2 separate regions of the Sus scrofa genome follow, and region 2 is linked to region 1. A link is a contact called in public Hi-C data. All regions are on one chromosome and are shown on one strand. The core of a region is the stretch at or near the end of the contact, and the rest is flanking DNA. Distances in the headings are between cores, read along the strand shown. Region 1 holds the start of RNF222 (RING finger protein 222). Region 2 overlaps MYH10 (myosin-10).

Evidence for each region. Hi-C and Micro-C count contacts between places; a contact is called where the count stands out from the background.
Region 2: a contact with region 1 is called in a Hi-C map of fetal liver, with 1.6 times the contacts expected there. The contact joins the enhancer-like site here to the promoter of RNF222 in region 1. A contact is called at or near these places in 8 of 47 Hi-C or Micro-C datasets (alveolar macrophages, embryonic fibroblasts, fetal heart ventricle and 4 more) and 2 of 2 datasets of contacts at active chromatin or transcription factors (alveolar macrophages and skeletal muscle).

What each region holds. Positions count from the first base shown.
Region 1 is chr12:53,563,302-53,568,508 of Sscrofa11.1, forward strand. It overlaps RNF222 (RING finger protein 222), which reads right to left and starts at 3,388. Exons shown (of 3, transcript XM_013990066.2): 1 at 2,501-3,388. It also overlaps a transcript of NDEL1 not described here.
Region 2 is chr12:53,648,616-53,653,601 of Sscrofa11.1, forward strand. MYH10 (myosin-10) reads right to left here. Exons shown (of 44, transcript XM_021067863.1): 40 at 4,315-4,438; 41 at 4,026-4,234; 42 at 2,529-2,637; 43 at 1,285-1,457; 44 at 1-599. The coding sequence ends at 455. Among named protein-coding and RNA genes, the nearest start is that of NDEL1, 49 kb to the left of the region's middle. Within about 2 kb of position 3,561, at least 31 of the 83 cell types and tissues checked have an H3K27ac peak or open chromatin away from gene starts, as enhancers often do. A contact at or near this core is called in alveolar macrophages, embryonic fibroblasts, fetal liver and 2 more, where this site is marked.

The sequences.
Region 1 (5,207 bases), core at 2,138-4,637:
ACGTGTCGTGACTGTCTGAATCCCCCATCTGAGCCTGTTTCCCGTCTCTAAGGTGGGCTCGACAGCAATAGACCTCCTTTCCTCTCGGAGTTGTCCAGAGTATTAAGCGAGCCGACGTGCGGGACGCGCCTGGCCCAGAGAAGTGCTCGGTGAACTGTGGGGGCCTCGTTAAGGCCGGCTGAGTCCTTTCCCCTCCTGGCATCTGCCTTCCCTGCCCTCCCTGTCCTCCCCTGATGTTCCCTGTGATGGAGATGACCCAAAATATCACCCCCCTGGCAGAGGGCAGCACCCCTCGAATTAGAATAACTGAGCAAGAGGACAATAGATCAGGTAAGTGATGCATAATGAATAATTAAGACGGCAGTTCCAGTCTTTCTCAGTCATTTGTCGTTTCATTACACACTTGCCAGTGTCTAAACCAAACTGGGGTCATTCTTGGGATGACCTTGAATTTCTTGAGCCAACCAACTGCTAACAGTGTCCCCGAAGGTCACAACTCCCCACAGGCGCGTGCCGGCAATTCCTTCCTTCCTTCCATCCATCCTTCCATTTATCCAGTTATTCAACACATACTCATTGAGCGCCTGTTGCATACTAAATACTGAGCTGTGCATTGGGGATCAGTGGTAATCAGACTCCTTCATGAAGCGTCAGAGCCTAGTGGACATTTAAAAAATTTCTTGGTGAAAAAGATTTTTTTTTTTTTTAAAGAAGGCATGATGATTAATAGCTGAGGTTGTTTGGGTAACTGAGAAGTAGGTATCAGGACAGGCAGAAGTCAAGCAGATGAGAGAATACTTGAGGCAAAATGGACTTGAGGTCACTCAGTAAAGTCTCGTTTTATAAGGAGGCAGACCCAGGTCCAGAGATGAGGAAGTGACTTGTCTGAGGTCACCTGGGAAGGGGAGGGACAGGGAGACGGCAGAGAGAGACTGCTTGATTTCCTAGCTGGTCTGGAAAACACGAGAATCCCTCGATAGACCGGTGAGTCGATATTAGCTCCTTGGCACGAGCAGGGGAGCTGGGAGGAGCACCACGACCTCTCATCCGAGTTTGTGGAAAAATTACAAGGACGCAGGAATGCAAAAGACATCCCAGGTCCCACTGGTGGCCCCTCCGTGCAGTCCCCTCCTCCTGTGCTTTGGGGAAGGTGTGCCCCTCATGTCCAGACAGTGCCACCCACCCTCCGTCCCCGCCTTCCACCTCTTTCTCAACTTCCCTCCGCGTGTCTCTCCCTCTCCCCTCATTCCTTTGCATTCTCCATCCTCAAGTTCCTCTTAGGGGCCTGACTCTGTCTTGAGTCCTGGAGCAGGAGAGAGGGCAGCAGAAGAAATGCAAGGGGCAGGCTCTGGGAGTTCCCTGGTGGTGCAGTGGGATCCCACATTGTCACTGCAGTAGCTTGGCTCGGGTTTGATGCGTGGCCCAGGAACTTTCCCATGTTGCAGGTGTGGCCAAAAAACAAAGGAACACGCTCTGGTTTGGGCACAAACCAGCTAAATAGCAGTGCAAGACAGTCTATGCCAAAGGCACCCCGGTTGGTGCTTCAGGAAATGGGAGAGGCGGGCTGGAAAGACGTCCTAGATGAGATGGGACCAGTGTGGAGCTAATAATAAATAATTATAACAGCGACTATTTATTGAGCACTAATTATGCGCTTGGCATTTTGCGTCCCTTCCTCATTTATTCATGACCACTCTGGGAGGTAGATATTATCTCTGTGTTACAGGTGAGGGAACCGAGGCTTAAGTAGCTTGTTCAGAGTCACGCTGCTGGTACAGGCAGACCCAGGATTCGAGGCCAAGTCAGCCTGGCTGTGCAGCTATGCTGTGAGCCACCGCCTCTAGCCAGGGTTCGGATTTGCATCCGTGGCTGGCCTTCCAGCCCTTGATGGAAAGAGTGAATGAAGAGTCTAGCAAAATAGGAGGTCCCCGCCCTCACACCTCTACAGAGACACTGGTTTAACAAACAGCCGGGGGTGACAGCACCTCACAGGAGCTCTAGAATCCAGTTGTAGAGGCTAAATAGGTCCAGCTTTTCACGCATCAATTGTACCTCTGTAAAGGGTTGTTTTTTTTTAAAGGAATAGATGAGGAAGCACGGATATAAAAGTGACTTCCCAAACATCTCTAGTTGGGGTGACTAAACAGGGCTGCCACTCCAGCCCCCCGGAGGCAGGGGTTGGATCAGGGCTGGCCTGGGGGAGCCGACCCCCTGAACCCCAGTGCCTGGCTTCACCCACAGTAGAGCCCACTGTGAGAACTGGTGGGGGGTGTCACCCGCCCAGGCAACCCCTGACCCCTCCACTTTGTGACAGTGAGCCTTGGGACACTCCTAGGTACCTGTTTCCCTCCTGGGTCCCCAAGGCAAGACTTTACAGCTTCAGCCTGACCGTTCCCGCACTGGAGACACCACACACAGACTCCCACACCCAGCATCATGCCCGTCAGGGCAGGACCCTGCCAAGCTCCTTCCCCACCCCCAGCCCAGCCCCCAGACTCACCTTGGCTGGGACCAGGGCCAGCAGCATCCGCCTGTCCGCCCGGGGCCTCCGTGGAGCAGGTCTGAGCCACCAGAGGTGCTGGGCGGGTGGCTCGTCGTCCCGCGGCTGTCACTGATTTCCTAATGACGGAGCAGGCCCGGAGGACAGCGCCAGGAAGTGAATGTCACCCAACCCGTTTGAGGCTGGGAGGCTCTTGGCGTTGCCCAGGGGTTTGGCCCCTGCTGGAGTCAGCTGATGGCGGTGAGGATGCTGGAGAGGAGGGGCCCCTGGCCTGGGGAGGAGCCCACGGATGGGTCTCACAATGGGGGCAGTGACCCAGGACCCCTCTGACTGAGGCTCCCCAGCCGTGGGTCACCCCATGACGAGAAAGCCATGTTCACAGGCCTTCCAGCCTCCTGGACCCGGTTCAGTGATCCTTAACCTCCCCCGGCCGCCGCGCACAGGCTGAAGGGGTAAGACCGAGTCAGGAAGGCTCAGGTGTTTGGGCGACGTGCTTTCGTACTCTTGTCCTTCATCCCGCCCCCCAAGGGGCTGCGGGCTCCCAAAGACCAAACACCTCTGGGTTAAGGGAGGCAGGGGAAACCAATGAAGTTGAAATAGGCGTCTGCATGGAAGTCCCTGATGTCACGTGCAATAGAAGGACGTCCCAGAACCATCTTATGAACCTCCTTATGGAAATGCTAGTATATGATCATATTTATGGTGGAAAGATCTGGAAGAATTCACATCCAACCTGATAGCTGTTATCTCTGGAGGAACTTTCTGACTTAGACGTTCCTATGCTACGTGAATGTGTGTTTCTTTCGTGATCAGAAAAGAATAAGACAGGAGCAGAGCTCCCTGGTGGCTCAGCGGGTCTGGCTCTGGTGACTGCTGTGGCGTGGGTTCGCTCCCTGGCCCCGGGAACTTCTGCCTGTTGCAGGCATGGCCAAAAAAAAAGGAAAAAAAAAAAAAAAAGATAGTGTAGGAGCTAAACTGAGGGGGCCCCCGAAGATGGCCCCTCCCTCACCCAGGGGGCTGGGGGGTGGTCAGGGCAGTGCTCCCCACCTTCTTGCCCACACAGTGCCAGGTGTCGTGAAGGCCTCATGTTCTTTCCCCAGGAGCTGACTGAGGCAGTCCCCGGTCTATTAGCAGAAATGCAGATGCCAGGTAGATTTGTATTTCAGGTAAACAACAAGCTTTTTTGTTTGTTTGTTTGTTTGAATGCAAGTGTGCTCAGTGCAATCTTTGGGACCCACTCATGGGTAAGTGGGATCAATGGTATGGTGACAGAAGCTAGACTTTTTTTTTTTTTTTTTTTTGGTCTTTTTAGGGCTGCACCCACAGCACATAGGAGTTCCCAGGCTAGGGGTTGAATCGGAGCTATAGCTGCCGGCCTGCACCACAGCCACAGCAGCACCAGATCCGAGCCGCATCTGTCAGCTACATCACAGCTCATGGCAACGATGGATGCTTAACCCACTGAGTAAGGCCAGGGATTGAACCTTCGTCCTCATGGATGCTAGTCAGATTCGTTTCCGCCGAACTACAACAGGAACTCCCTGGAAGCTAGAGTTTTGGTGATAACCAGGCTGCAGTGTGTACAGAAGTAGAAATAGGATGTTGGACACATGAAACTTAGATTACAAACCAGTGTTACCTTGATAAATTAAAAAAAATTAATACTTGGGATCTATTATACTAATAAATTAGCCATTGTTTACCTAAAACTCAAAATTTACTGGCCATCCTGTTTCACTTTGCACCTCTAGTCCCAGCGGGCTGTCCAAATTTCTCTCCTTTTGTCACACCTCCAGGGACCCCTTCAGCAGTGTGGCTTCTGACTCTACCAGGGCTTCCTGGGAGGGGTCCCTGAAAAGGAGTCCCACCCACTCAGTGTCAGTGCTCTGTATGTCCCCTGTGGAGGGAACTGAGCCGGGCCAGGCTGTCCTTACACTCTGTCTATTGTGATGTGATGATGGGGTAACATTTGAAGTTCTCGTGGCCCCCAAGTCTTTTCCATTGGTCCTGCCATGAAGCTGGACTTTGAAGGTTATGCTGAATATGTAAGTATGTGTTATCAGAGTCTATCACGGTTTTGCATTCCCAAATAAGAATTCCACTTTAGGAGTTCCCATCGTGGCGTGGTGGAAATTAATCCGGCTAGGTACGATGAGGTTGCGGGTTCGATCCCTGGCCTTGCTTAGTGGGTTAAGGATCCGGTGTTGCCGTGAGCTGTGGTGTAGGTCACAGATGTGGCTTGGATCTGGCATTGCTGTGGCTCTGGCGTAGTCTGGGGGCTACAGCTCTGATTAGACACCTAGCCTGGGAACCTCCATATGCCATGGGTGCAGCCCTAAAAAGACACACACACACACACACACAAAAGAATCATATATCCGTATGTATATGCATATGTACGTACACACAACTTACTTGAGAGTCAGCATATCAGCTGGGAAACCGTGCCTTTATTTATCGGGTCGTCTCTAGCCATCTAGCAAGGTCCTAACATGGTATGACATAGAGCTGTGTTTTTGGACGTAGGGTTTTTCTAGCCACGTCCACAGCCTGCAGAAGTTCCCGGGCCAGGGATTAAACCCATGCCACAGCAGTAACCTGAGCCACAGCAGTGCCAACACTGGATCCTTAACCTGATGAGCCACCAGGGAACTCCTGGACTGTTAAGTTCTGACAGGCAGCGGGGAACTGGTGGTCAGGAAAGCTT
Region 2 (4,986 bases), core at 2,311-4,810, 85 kb after region 1:
AGACTTGATGTGGCTGAGGCGGCAGGGGCCACATGGACACAGAACTAAGTCAGCTGTCCGTACGACAGAGCATGCAGAGGACCGGGCAGCGACCCCGGGGCCGCCCCAACAACCCCGCCACTGGCGGCGGAGTCTGCAGTTTGTCTGAAAAAGGGTTCTCTTAACGCGTATCATAAAATGGTCTCTTGATGGGTAGATGGAAAGTAGATGCGATGAGACGACCTGTTTAATGTGTGTGTGTTCGGTGTGAGGTCTATATATAAAAAGGGGAGCAACTGTACCTAAATCTGGAGCAGGATACAGCATGTGGAGGCTGCAAGGCCTTAAGACACCGTTGATCGCGCAGCCCGGCATCCCGCGTCCGCCGCCCCCCAGCTCGCGGGGGAGGCCCCGGGCAGGGGCGCCGCTGCCTTCCTGCGTGTCCTGCCGCATCGCCTCCACCTCGTCCTCGGACCTACTCAGACTGGGGCGGCTGCGTCTCGTTGACATCACTGGTCTTACTTTCTGTGTCGTCGTCCGAGAGCTCCAGGGACGCGCCCTCCAGGTGCAGCTGGCGGCGGCCAGAGCGGCTGGAGGAGAAGCTGATGGGGCCGCCTCGCCTGGAGGAACAGAGCGCGGAGCGGGCGCGTTGCTCCCCCACCTGATAGCTTGAAACTTCCTCCCCTCCCTCAGGACACAGCACCCAGGCGGGGTGGGGGCAGATCGGACTGCGCCCTGCTTTGCCCGCCCGCACCCCTGCCTGGGGAACACCACCCCTGCTCCGTGGAGCCCTGGCCTCGGAGAGGCCCCCTCTCCCCAAAGGGCGGACAGCCAGTGCTCGGCTTAGGCTTCGTGGGCACTCAGGGGCCTGGTGTAGGCGCTTGCTTTGTTTTTGCAGCCTTTATAAATGGAACCACCGTCCTCGGCGCCCTGGCTGCACCGAACGGGACCCACCCTCTGGCTACGGCTTGTGACCCCTGTGCTGTCTTTCTGGGGGAGCAGGTTTAGCCTTGGCTCCCCGGGTTCTGCCCTCTCCCTGGTGCATGTCAAGTGCAGCCCGGAGACGAGGACAGGAGGAGGGCTGGTGGCGCCAGGGCCCTTGAGCTCCGGCCCCTCCTCACGAGGGCCACGGCCACAGCCTGACGCCGGCCTGGCTGAGCCCGATCGGAACTCGCAGAGCCTCTGGTGAAGAAGGAGCCAGCTGGCGGGACTCCTGCGGGCCGGAAACCCCCAGCCGGTAAAGGGGCAGGAACGAGGGGGCGTGTGTGACCCCCCCCCGCCGCTCGCCAGCTCCGGGCCGCTCACCTCAGCCGGTTCTTCAGGGTGCTGACCTCGCGGCTCAGGCCCTCGTTGGCCTCGGTGGCGTCATCCAGTTCCCGCTGGAGTTTGCGCCGAGACGCGTTGGCACGTGTGGCTTCTTCTTCCGCTTCCTCCAGCTGCCGCTTGAGCTGCTTCATCCTGGCGTTGGCCTTTTCCATCTGGGGGAGGGACACAGACCAAGTCACGAGAAACTGCGGTGTCCCGAGTGTCGGCACCGCCCCACAAGACCGGGGCCCGGCTTGAGGCCTTTCGGGAAACTGCCACTCTCAGCAAAACCAGCGTCCACGAAGCCAATTACGCTAAAAGAAAGTTTTTTAAAACTCTGTTTTCGCCCACCCGCGTGTTGTGCAGAGAAGCGACAGCTGAGTATCTTCACGGACGCGACCTCTGGGATTGTGTGAGGGACGTGCTGTTCCCACACGACGCGGGACAATCAGTAACAGGAGAAGGTACGTTCCACTTGACACCGCCTTTCAACACGGGTAGGTGTGCCAACAATCCATTCTGATCCAAGTACAAAGCTACTCCGGGACCGGACGCGAGAACTCAGACTGCCCTATGGACCGATCCCTCCTGAGCCACAGAGACGGGCCCGCGCCCTGACGTCCACCCAGAACTGCCTTGAGGGCGGGAAGGCCAGGCCTGGCCGGGCCGGGTGCCGGACTGGACAGAGGAGGGGGGCGTCTGAGCCACAGGCAGGGGCTCCTCAGCGCCCCACTGTGGTTAGTGCAGGCCTGGCCACGGCCCCGAGTCCTGTGGGAACACGCCCTGAGTCTAAGGAACCAGATGCCTGGACGCAGACGGAAGGACCACTGTGGTCCCACGTGCAGAACACTTGCTTTCAATTCCTTTTCCATCCAACACCTCCTGCATCCATCCCTCCATCCTGCCAACATGCAGCAACTGCCAACTTTGCCCACGCTGCTCTAGGCATTCAAGAGGGCCGTGGGGTGAGGCGGGCAGGAATCCTGCACTCGGGAAGCGTCCACTCCCGTGGAGGACACGTGACAGTTTTAAGATGAGGCCTCACACTCGGGCAGGCGCCCGCCTCTCCCCCACATCTGGGTCGCCTGGGAGGCCGGCGGGGTCCCCACCCGCTCCGTATTCCCTGCTGGCGGGGGTGCTGACACGTTAGAACGGAGTTTGAAGCGGCTCTTGCTGACTGGGCTGGTCCAGTGGGGTAACCCGGGGGTTTGGACGCGGCTCCTCGCCTCCCGCCGCCCCCTCACCTGTTCTTTATACTGGTCTGCGTGGCGGCGCTCGTCTTCCACCTGCATGAAGATCTCCTTCAGCTTCTTCTCGGTGCGGCGGACCAGTTTGTTGGCGGCTGCTCTTTCCCTGTGAAAATGACCAGCACGTTCGTTTCCACCGGCCTTGAAAGGACCGTCTCATGCGTGGGAAATGCTTTTGAAGAGTCCTTCCTCTTTGTCTGGAAGATGACCTGTGTCAGAGTGCTTTCCGGGCCCTGTACCTCTGGAATAATCAATAGGGTCTAGAAATTTCTTTCTGGTCACACTGATTGAGTGACCTTTCAAAGATCAAATGTCACATATAAGCTACTTGTCACATATCAAGTGGAGGGTTTTTAAAGACAAAAATTGTAGCTGGTTACTCTAATCACCTAACTTTTTAGCCTGGGAAACAAAACAAAGAGTTTATTAAGTGGTCGTCTCAACTTAAAATTTTCTAACCACCTATTAAGATGCTAGAGCACCTGGGAGTTCCCGCTGAGGCGCAGCAGAAACGAATCCGACTAGTAACCATGAGGTGGCAGGTTCGATCCCTGGCCTTGCTCAGTGGGTTAAGGAGACAGCATTGCCGTGAGCTGTGGTGTAGGTGGCAGACGTGGCTCAGATCCTGCTCCGATTTGATCCCTAGCCGGGGAACCTCCATAGGCTGCAGGTGCAGCCCTAAAACCAAAAAACAAAAAAAGACAAAACCAAACAAATGAAAGATGCCAGAGCACCCCTGCTGAACACCCCCGCCCACTTTAGTTAGGAGTCAAATCTGCACCGGTGTAGACAGGCCTCCCCTGTCCACATGGAGGAGAAGGAGCTTATTTGGGGAACTCCACTGCGACCAGAAGTCCTTTTGATCCTTCACACACGTTATGCAAGAACGGACAGGGTGGGGCTGGAGTCCGCTGGAGGGCAGGTTACGTTAATGACAACTAACAGCAAACCAGCCCTGGACTGTGCGGGCCGTGCCGGAGGCGGGCCTGGCTCTGAGCACAGACGCTGCGCTTCGGGGCCCCAGGCTCCTCCGCAGGAGGCGGCCTCTGCCTCTGTCCCCAGAGACTGGTGACTGCCCGCCCCGAGCTGCCTTGTGCAACTCCTCGTACATTTCAGAGTGGTTTTCTCCAACCGAATGGAGACTGTTAAGCAATCCCCTCCTGGGGAGAAGAAAAGCTGCTTTTGGTCACATTATTTTTCTCTGCCAACAAACTGCAGCAGTTCACGTGACGGCCCCAGCTTGGGCAATCCGCTTTGGGTCAAGATGTAACTCTGGCCCCAGGAAATCACGGGGCACAGCCCTCAGCCGGGTCTGGGGAGAGCTGACAGGGCTTCCCTGAGGGCTTGCATCACCTCCTCTCTGGTTCCACGTGTTCCTGTCATTTCTTCCCCTGCCGAGGGAGCTCCTGAGGGAGAGGGGGCATGTCTGTCCCCTCGGACTCCAGGCTGAACCTGGACCTGGTCTGTAGCAGAGATGCAGCAGAAACCTCTTACTTGGCCTCCTGCTCAAGCTGCTCCTCTAGCTGCCCAATCTTGGCTTCCAGGGCTGAGATGGTGGCCTTGAACTTGGACTTGACAGCGCCCTCCAGCTCCTGCAGCTTGGCCTTCAGCTCCTTGTTCTGCCGTTCCAGCTGCTGGCGCGCGTTGTCGCTCTTCTGGGCGGCGCTGCGCTCGGCCGCCAGCTCTGCGTTCAGCGTGTCCACCTGTGGAGGAGAGACGGTCAGCCGTGTGGCGGCAGCGCGGCCCTTCGCGGGCCGGGCCGGGCCGGCCGCCGCGTGTGCACCTGCAGCGTGGTCTTGCGGAAGCGGTCGTTGAGCAGCTCCATGTTGCTCTGCTCCTCTTCCAGCTCCTCCTCCAGCTGCGCGATTCGCGCCTCTAGACGCCGCTTCTCGTCCAGCAGCGCAGACCTGCGGGGTGGAGGAGGCGGGTCCAGACCGGTCTCTGCCAAGCTGGGGACTCCCAACTCCTCCTGGGGGCCTCCTCCACCCTCCCCGCTGCCGGAGCCGAGCAGCGCGCCTCATTTTTCTCTCTCCTCTGTACCCACCCAATCCGCGTCCCAACACGCCACCCGCTTCTCTCCATCCCAGCCCCGTCATCTCCGGTCTGGAGCACTGCGATAGCCTCCCAGCCGACCTCCCTGCCACCTCCCCGTCGCTGCTCCGCAGGGCAGCCAGTGGCAGCTTCAAAGCGTGGCTGTGGCTGTGGCATAGGCCTGCAGCTGTAGCTCCGACTTGCCCCCCTAGCCTGGGAACCTCCATATGTTGCGGGTGCGGCCCTAAAAAGACAAAAAATAAATAAAACTACAAGTGCAAAAGGATCCTGGTATTTCCTAGCCTTCGGCTACTGGTTCTCCAGTGCACTGAGATCAAAGGCCAACTCATCATTCATCACTTAAATGACCATGATGAATCCTCAGCACAGCAGAGAAAAATTGTGATTTTTGACAAAAAGTACG